2 separate regions of the Xenopus laevis genome follow, and region 2 is linked to region 1. The links are chromatin contacts, called in public Hi-C maps. All regions are on one chromosome and are shown on one strand. Each heading gives the region's core, a stretch centred on a gene start, on an enhancer-like site or on the middle of the called end of the contact. The rest is flanking DNA. Distances are from core to core; before and after follow the strand shown. Region 1 holds the start of mmadhc.S (metabolism of cobalamin associated D S homeolog). Region 2 has its middle 30 kb from the start of nmi.S.

Region 1 (4,211 bases), core at 780-3,279:
GGTAGGCAAAGGAAACTCTGGTGAAAGAGGTAACGTTTTGTAAAATTCGCACTTTAGTGAATTTGCAGAGTAACGATTGCTCGCCTCAGAAAAAATTTGCCAGCGAAACTGCTCTAGCGACACAGTGAATTGTCGTCTACACCTGTTCGTAAATTGGCGATGTTCCTGCGGATAAGATTTCTGGCGAATTTTCGCTAGCAACAGCCACTTCGCCCTTTAGTAAATCTGCCCCAATGTTTGCAAACCCTTTCATCAGTGTCTATCTGCTTCAGTGAATCAGATGAGGGGTGATAAATCAGAATGGTTACCAAAAGAATGGTTAAAGAAGATTAACGTGAATGTTTTGGAATGACCAAGTCAAAGTCTTGACCTTAATCCAATTGAAATGTTGTGAAAAGACCTAAAGTTACTTTTTCATGTGAACATCCAAGAGCTGAAGCTGTTCTATAAAGAGGAATGGGCTAAAAGGTCCACAAACCTTCATGTACCACTGTATTTACCTGTTCACATGAGCTGAGTCTGGGCATAGCCCTTGACCAGCCTTACATGCCATATAGCAGTTTGCATTCCTTTTATGGTGCAAAATAAAAACATTTTTAATCTATGGAAGTATAATTGGAGCTGTAGCTAGGGTCGCCACCTTTTCTGGAAAAAAATACCAGCCTTCCTATATATTTATCTTTTTCCCAATTAATAACATTGGGATCAACCATTATTTTTACCGGCCAGGTCGGTAAAGTACAGGCCAGATTTCAAACTTAGCTGTAGCCCTGCCACATGCAGATGGAGGAGCCCTGTTGTGGTAGGTTAATATCCCCTTTAAGATATAATGCCAAGATAAGTATGGCATGCATCCCCAGGCTTAGGTCCAAACAGAGTTATATTGATTCTGGAACCAAGGCACTAGGGTGGGATTCTAAATTTATTGGCCATGTCTACGTGGGTTTCTTATCACAGTACAAAACCAAAAGCTGATTGGTCAAAGTCTTATGAAGTTTACCCTTAAAGGAATTGTTTAGTGTAAACATAAAATCTGGTAAATAGATAGGCTATGCAAAATATATAATGTTTCTAATATAGTTAGGGAAAAATATAATGTATAAAGGCTGGAGTGACTGGATGTGTAACATAATAGCCAGAACATTACTTCCTGCTTTGCAGCTCTCTTGCTTTCCACTGATTGGTTAGTCTTTTGATTCACTTCACAGGTTACAGTTTGGTAGCGTTAGAGGTAGGGCTGCCACCTTTTCTGGAAAAAAATACCGGCCTTCCTATATTCTTGCCGTTTATTTTCCAATTTACAACTTTGGCATCAAGCATCATTTTTACCGGCCAGGCAGGTAAAATACGGGCCAGGCGGCAACCCTAGTTAGAGGGAGGGTTAGTGGGCCCCCTTATAGTCACTGACAGGGGCGTAACTACAGGGGAAGCAGACCCTACAGCTGCAGGGGGCCCCATGAGGCCCTAATTCATAATAAATTTCAATAAATATTGGTTAAACAGATAAAGCTCTAGACATTTTGGGGGCCTGAAAATAATATGCTGATAATAATTCCCATGGACTGAATTGATGTTATTTAAAAAAAAAAAAAAAAAAAGTACAGTCTTTAAAACTGCCAACCACTCGGATAGATGGATATCCACAAGTTATATAAATGGGAGCAAATATCAAAGGGAGCAAAAATAATGAAGCAGTTCCCTGTGCGTATCTGCACCACAACTACAACTCCCAGAATCCTCCACTAACACTACCAGGCTCTGCGGAAGTTATTCAAAAGAAATCCTTTGTTTAAAGACACCTGTATGCCAACAAACGTAAGAAATGACGTATGAATTGAGCAATATGATTAAAGTCCATCGTATAACATCCCTGCATACAGTGTGACATAATCGTTTACGCTTAACAACCGCGCTTACATATTTCGACTGCCATTGGTTTGGAAGCATGTCCTTCAATGCTAACGTCCAATCAGAGTAGACCTCCAACCAGCGACCCTTTTGCAAGATTGTCGTCGTTGTTAGCCATTAGTGAACTCTCTTGCTTTTGTAGGCGGTGTTTAGCTCACTGGGCCAATCAGAAGAGTGATTGCATCGTATCCTGTTGTGGAGCAGTGACAGCAGGAGGACACGGCTTGTGAATATTTGATCCAGTGCACTAGGTAGGAAGCTGGGCCCTGTGGGGCCACTGGAGAATTGAGGGCACATAGTGGGAGCTACGACTACACAACACACTTATCTACACCTAACCCAGTTATCCAGAGCTCTTATACACCTGTGCGCGAATACACGGATATAAATGGCCTCGTAAAACTTGTCTCTGTATTCAGTGTTGTTTATAAAGCAGAGTAGAGACGTACAAAGCTTTGAATCTCCAACCTCAGGCTTCCTGCATTGCTAGGGGTCCCCTCTGATTCTTTATCACTGAAGGGATCCCCACAGTAGGGCTTCTATGTACAGGCTTTTTATACCAAAATAATTGAGGTCAGCACTTTTACTTACTCATTTTCAAGGTATATTATGATGAATTTGCTTCCAGCAACTTCCAAAGAAAATTCCCACTTTTATGTTCTCAACATAATGTAGAAACTAAATTTTTTTTACTTTTTTTTTTAAATATATATAGTGGATAATGTACCCCCTACTGTAATTTATAAAGATATTATAAGTCACAAGGAGTTATGTGACCATATAAAAGCACAAGGCCGCATGCCGAGTGCTTTTATAAAGGTCACATAACTCAGAGCTGACTTCTGATATCTTTATAAATTTCTAGTAGGGGGTACATTATGCATTATAATCTACATTTTGTGGGGGGGTCAGAGTCAAAATTCTGGTCGCCGGCGTCCATTTCGGACGCGCATAGTCAAATTCGGACGCACATCGTCAAATTCGGATGCGCAGCGTCAAATTCGGCGGCCTGGGGCCCCTGTTATAACTGGCGCGTACTGACGTCAGAACGCGCTGTTTATATAGTGAATAAAGTACCCTCTCTTGTAAAATATAAGGATATTATAAGTTACCGAGGAGTTTCATGACCATATAAAAACACGAGGCCGAAGGCCTCGTGTTTTTATACAGGTCATGGAACTCTGAGGGGGGCAACTGGGGGTACTTTATTCACTATATAATACACAAAAGCCATGAATATCCTGTAAATTATACCCTTATAAACGGTGAGTTCTGATGTCATTAGTTATAAACGGTGAGTTCTGATGTCATTCCTGTCACATGACTCACCGAAACTTGTGTATTATAATAAATAAAGTACCCCCAGTTGCAAAATATGAGGATATTTGGCCTCGTGTTTTTATATGGTCATGAAACTCCTCGGTAACTTATAATATCCTTATATTTTACAAGAGGGGGTACTTTATTCACTATATATATATCTATATATATTATAACAAACAAGGGAAAGTTGTGCTCACCACTATTTTTTAAAACCATTAGGCGGGGGTGCAATGAGGCTGTGACCACAAAATACATATAGACAAATACAAGATTCCTCTGCACTCAACCCATTATCAATATATTTAAGACAGCGACATTTTGTACATACTGCTACTGAAAAATGCCTTACCCTTTAAACAACACAGGGATTGTTTGTCCATATATTGCAATATATTTAAGCTGGCCAACTACGTCAAAGTCATCCCATATCTGGCCAGTCCTATGCTCAATTTTATCTGATTCATTAAGAATTCTATTGCTTCATTATACATTTTACAAAGGGACTAAGTTTTACCTGCAACTGACTAGCTGCTTTCAAAGTAAACCTCCCATACTTGGCTGCCCTTTTATTAGACACCAGTGGGATCACCTGACTATAGCTGGGAAGGGTGGGAGCTACAACATGGAGCTGGTCACTGCTCCTGTATAAACTATAACAAACAAGGGAAAGTTGTGCTCACCACTATTTTTTAAAACCATTAGGCGGGGGTGCAATGAGGCTGTGACCACGAAATATATATATATATTTGTATATGTTTGTCTGTATGCTACTTTACCCATATGATAGACAGTACACACTCCATTGACTCATTCAGTTAATTAACATTTTTCAGTGTGCCTTAACCAATCCTATATGTCATACGTCATTTCACCTCTCTCTCTGTCTCTCTGTCTCTCTGTCTCTATCTATCTATCTATCTATCTATCTATCTATCTATCTATCTATCTATCTATCATCTATCTATTATCTATCTATCATC
Region 2 (4,211 bases), core at 860-3,359, 360 kb before region 1:
TTGGCCCAATCCCACTTCATTCAGCCTGCATTCAGTCTGGTTTTATAGTACCACTTTATGGCCAAATAACAAAATCTAATAAGTAAGTTTGTTGCTGTATTAGATCATTTGTTTTCCTCTGTGTGTGCCAAAGTGAAACTAAAGAGGGAGGTGGCTATGAATTTATTTTTCCTAAGAAACCATAGCAAGTTATTTATGCTTCATTACCAATCCATTTCCTGCGCCTTTAGAATTTACAAGACTTTTTCAGAGAACTATTAAAGTTCTAAAGCCCCAGCATAAAGAACACAATTTTATAAAGAGGAGCAGAAGATTAGAAAACTTGTGCTCAATATTTAGTTAACAGTGGAGGTTCTATTGCAACATCCGTTTAGGCTTAGTTGTGCAGCAAAAACAAGATCTACAAATAGATGGGGCAATAATAAACTAGGTGCTGTGACACCTAAGGACCCTAACCTCTATTTATGTCTTGCTACCACATATCTAAAGACACTGACTACATACAATATACTTGGCTACCAAGTAAGGTTTGAGTCCATATAAATATAAACTATTCTCCTAGCCCTTCTTTAGGTCCACTCTACCCTTTCCTTAGAATGGCTTTTATATACAGTAAATAGCTTCCCTTCCAGAACTTTCATCTCACGCTTGCCAGTAGGGTAAGTGGTCACTGATATGCTATGATGAAGACAGTTCTGATTAGGGATGGGTGATTTTTTTCACTGGCGGTGAATTTTTGGTGAAACAAAACGGGTCAAATGTCGCCCATCTCTAGTTCTGATCCCCCAAAGAGGCAGAGCACAGCTTCCTCCATGCATCTCTTCCCCTCACTCCTCCCATACCTCACAGCTTCTTACATTTACTGCTGCTCCAGACACAGTCAGATTTGCTGGTACAGTGATGACTTCCCTGGATTGCCCTTCCTTAAATGAGAACTATACCCCTAAACAATGTAGGTATAAAAAATATATTATTTTTATTAGGGTAGACTGTCAAGGTTGGGGTTGTTTTCTCTGGAAAAAAGGCGCTTGCGAGGGGACATGATTACACTTTACAAGTACATTAAAGGACATTATAGACAAATAGCAGGGGACCTTTTTACCCATAAAGTGGATCACCATACCAGACTAGAAGCCACCCCTTTAGACTAGAAGAAAATACATTTCATTTGAAGCAACGTAGGTGGTTCTTCACAGTCAGGACAGTGAGGTTGTGGAATGCACTGCCGGGTGATGTTGTGATGGCTGATTCTTTGAATGCTCTTAAGAATGGCTTGGATGATTTTTGGAAAGACATAATATCAAAGGCTATTGTGATACTAAACTCTATAGTTAGTATAGGTATGGGTATATAGAATTTATGTGAAAGTATGGAGGGGTGTGTGTATGGATGCTGGGTTTTCATTTGGAGGGGTTGGACTTGATGGACTTTGTCTTGGACTTGACTTGCCAGCGGGGCCCACAAGAGCCAGGAGCCCACCGGGTTTTTTCTTTGAGAGAGTAGTAGTAGTAATGAGCAAACTTTTTCGCCAAGGCATGGATTTGCGGTGAATTTCTGCATTTCACCATCTGCAAATGTTTTCATGAAATAGTGGCAAAAATCCACCATGAAAACTTTCACTGCAACAAAAAAGTTGCTAAGACAAAAGTGTTGCCAAGACAAAAAAAATGCCCATTGACTTTAATGCATTTTAACAAAAAATTGCTGAGACAAAAAAAGTCAACACAGTTTTGAAAAAAAAATCTGCAAAGTGAAATTGGACAGATTCGCTCATCACTAGAGAGTAGCATTTTACTAATTTGTGAGTGCTTTACAGCCATTGTATTTGCCTTATGATTCTCAAGCAAATCACTTAACTTTCTTCTCAAATTTACTGGTCTCCATATCCTGGGATGTATGTCATTGTGCACAGGGGTTCAGCTAAGTGTTAATGCTGCTGTACATCTTGACTTGCACTGAACGCTGAACTTGGTCATTTATTGCTAGGTGTTCTCCCTTGTGATTATGTGTTCCTGAACCTTGTTCCTGTTGAACAAGCCTGCTGTGACTCAGCTTGTCTTGACTTCTTATATTCACTGCCTCTTCACAACCTTGGACTGTTGTCTCTAATATTGTCTACTGAACCCTCAGCATTCCTGCTTTTTCTGACTTGGAACTCACAACTACAGGAGCCCCCAGTGTTGTGGAATGTAAATGCATACAAGTGCCTGGTGTCAGGACTTGCTGGGTTTCAAACTCTGGACGTGCTGAGTTACTTGTGCACTTACTTTTTGTGCCAGTGGAGGTCCTTAGTGCTGTCTTGTTCATTATTCTTCTTGTTATTCTCCTGTTATACTACTGTCTTCTGCTTCATCTCTCCACCCATCTTGTTATCCCCATCTGTATTTCATTATACTATCCTGACCCTTTAAAAGCCTGACCCTGACATTTGCCCAGTGATTGGTCATTAAGCTGTTTCTGTGATCTAGCCTCTCTCTTTCCTGTGACTTCCGATCTTGTATCCTGTTACCTTGACTCTCCCTCTGGTTCCTGATTCCCTGCCTTGTTCCTGATTCCTGCCTTGTTCTAGATTCCTGCCTTGTTCCTGATTCCAAGTCATTTTCCAGGTTCTTGCCTTGTTCTCAGGGCCGGAACTAGGGGTAGGCAGAGTAGGCACGTGCCTAGGGCGCAAAGCTGGAGGGGCGCCAGGCACGTACCTTCTCTGCCTCTGCTATCCCCCAGTCCGGTCCCTACACTGGCCGACGTATGTGTGTGCGCATGCGCGAAAAATACTAGTGTGCATGTGCGAAAAACGGAAGTGCGCACTTGTATTTTTTTGCGCATGCGCATTTGTCTTTTCGCGCATGCGCACTCAGGTATTGGGCGCTTTGCCGGGCCAGGCTGCCTGGGGCGCCTGCCCTCGTTGGCCCGGCACTGTTTGTTCTAGTACTCCTGTGTTCCTCCTAACCCTGCTCTTGGATTCATATAGATAGGCATCCAGCATTAAGTTTAAACAGGCTTACTTCAAGGGGTGCACGCCAATTAATATCTTCGCCTTCACATTTTTCAAACTACATGGAAAAGAGGTAGCAGCACTCCCATAATAGAATAAAACCGCCTTTATTTCAGAATTACATCTGGCACAGCAACGTTTCGGACCTCCTGGTCCTTTTTCAAGCTGACAAAGTTGTCAGGCGGTTTTCTATTATGGGAGTGCTGCTACCTCTTTTCCCTGCTCTTGGTTTCCCCAGTTCTGACTCCTGGCCTGTCCCCCAACTTCACTTGTCTGCCGCCTGCCTTGACTCTTTGACCTGATTCTGGACTGTGTCTCTGCCTGCCTCTTACTACTATTTCAAGTTTGTACATACAAACGATTACTGGTAATTACCATTACTGATAATCACTTCCCTAAGTTTATAAAAGTTTCTTTTAACATTTATCATGGCTTCTAATCCCAGTACTACTGTGTATGTTCAACACCCCGGGTTATCCAGCCTTTAGGATCCCAACTTCCTGATACTCCATGGCGTCTCTGCGGGGAAGACGTGAGACCTGAAACCTCGAGGCCCACTACTTCTTCTGAGCTGCAAATTATAAATATATACCATTCTGTAAATATGTGCTATTACTTCATATCTTTTTATTTCCACATTGTTTAACACACACACAAGTTACAATTTTAGCAAAAAAAAGTTTTCAGAGTACAGCATGCTGGGCTGCCCAATACCATTGTATTCTCAAGGAAACCCACTATTCCTTGCTGCCTTCTGCTTCTCTGGCTCTCTGTAATTTGGGAGAGCATATTCAGTGGTTTTAATACCAATTTGCTTTTGTAGGAGATGGCTCACTACCCAAATAACAACTTTTTTGATTTGTTGAGTGGCACATAGCTGCCCAACCAATTCTAGACTAGTTTTATTAAGATGCTGAAGTGTTCACATTAGTTAAAATACATAAAGAAATATTTTTAGAGACTATGCATTACATCTCGAGAAAACAAACTGGGTGCTGAGGGTGCTGCTCAAAGTATTGTAGTAGAATGCAGGACATATCCAAGGCAGTAACTACGACTGCAAAATGCTTTATCAGGAAAAATGTTCCTCAATAAAGCATTTTGCAGTCAAAGTTACTGCTCTGGATTTGTCCTGCATTCTACTACAATACTTTGATGTGTCATTTTGGGGTGTGGACACAGGACACCCTTGTAGGAGAATCCACCAAAAAAAATGCCA

The links. A called contact is a pair of places that touch in the nucleus more often than the background predicts.
Region 2: a Hi-C map of the XL177 cell line shows a contact between it and region 1, with 6 times the contacts expected there. The contact joins the enhancer-like site here to the promoter of mmadhc.S in region 1. A contact is called at or near these places in 2 of 4 Hi-C or Micro-C datasets (the XL177 cell line and the XTC cell line).

The regions. Positions count from the first base shown.
Region 1 is chr9_10S:59,318,174-59,322,384 of Xenopus_laevis_v10.1, reverse strand. mmadhc.S (metabolism of cobalamin associated D S homeolog) reads left to right here and starts at 2,029. Exons shown (of 8, transcript NM_001096531.1): 1 at 2,029-2,159.
Region 2 is chr9_10S:59,679,664-59,683,874 of Xenopus_laevis_v10.1, reverse strand. No RefSeq gene overlaps it. Among protein-coding and RNA genes, the nearest start is that of nmi.S, 30 kb to the left of the region's middle. Within about 2 kb of position 2,109, at least 1 of the 7 cell types and tissues checked has an H3K27ac peak or open chromatin away from gene starts, as enhancers often do.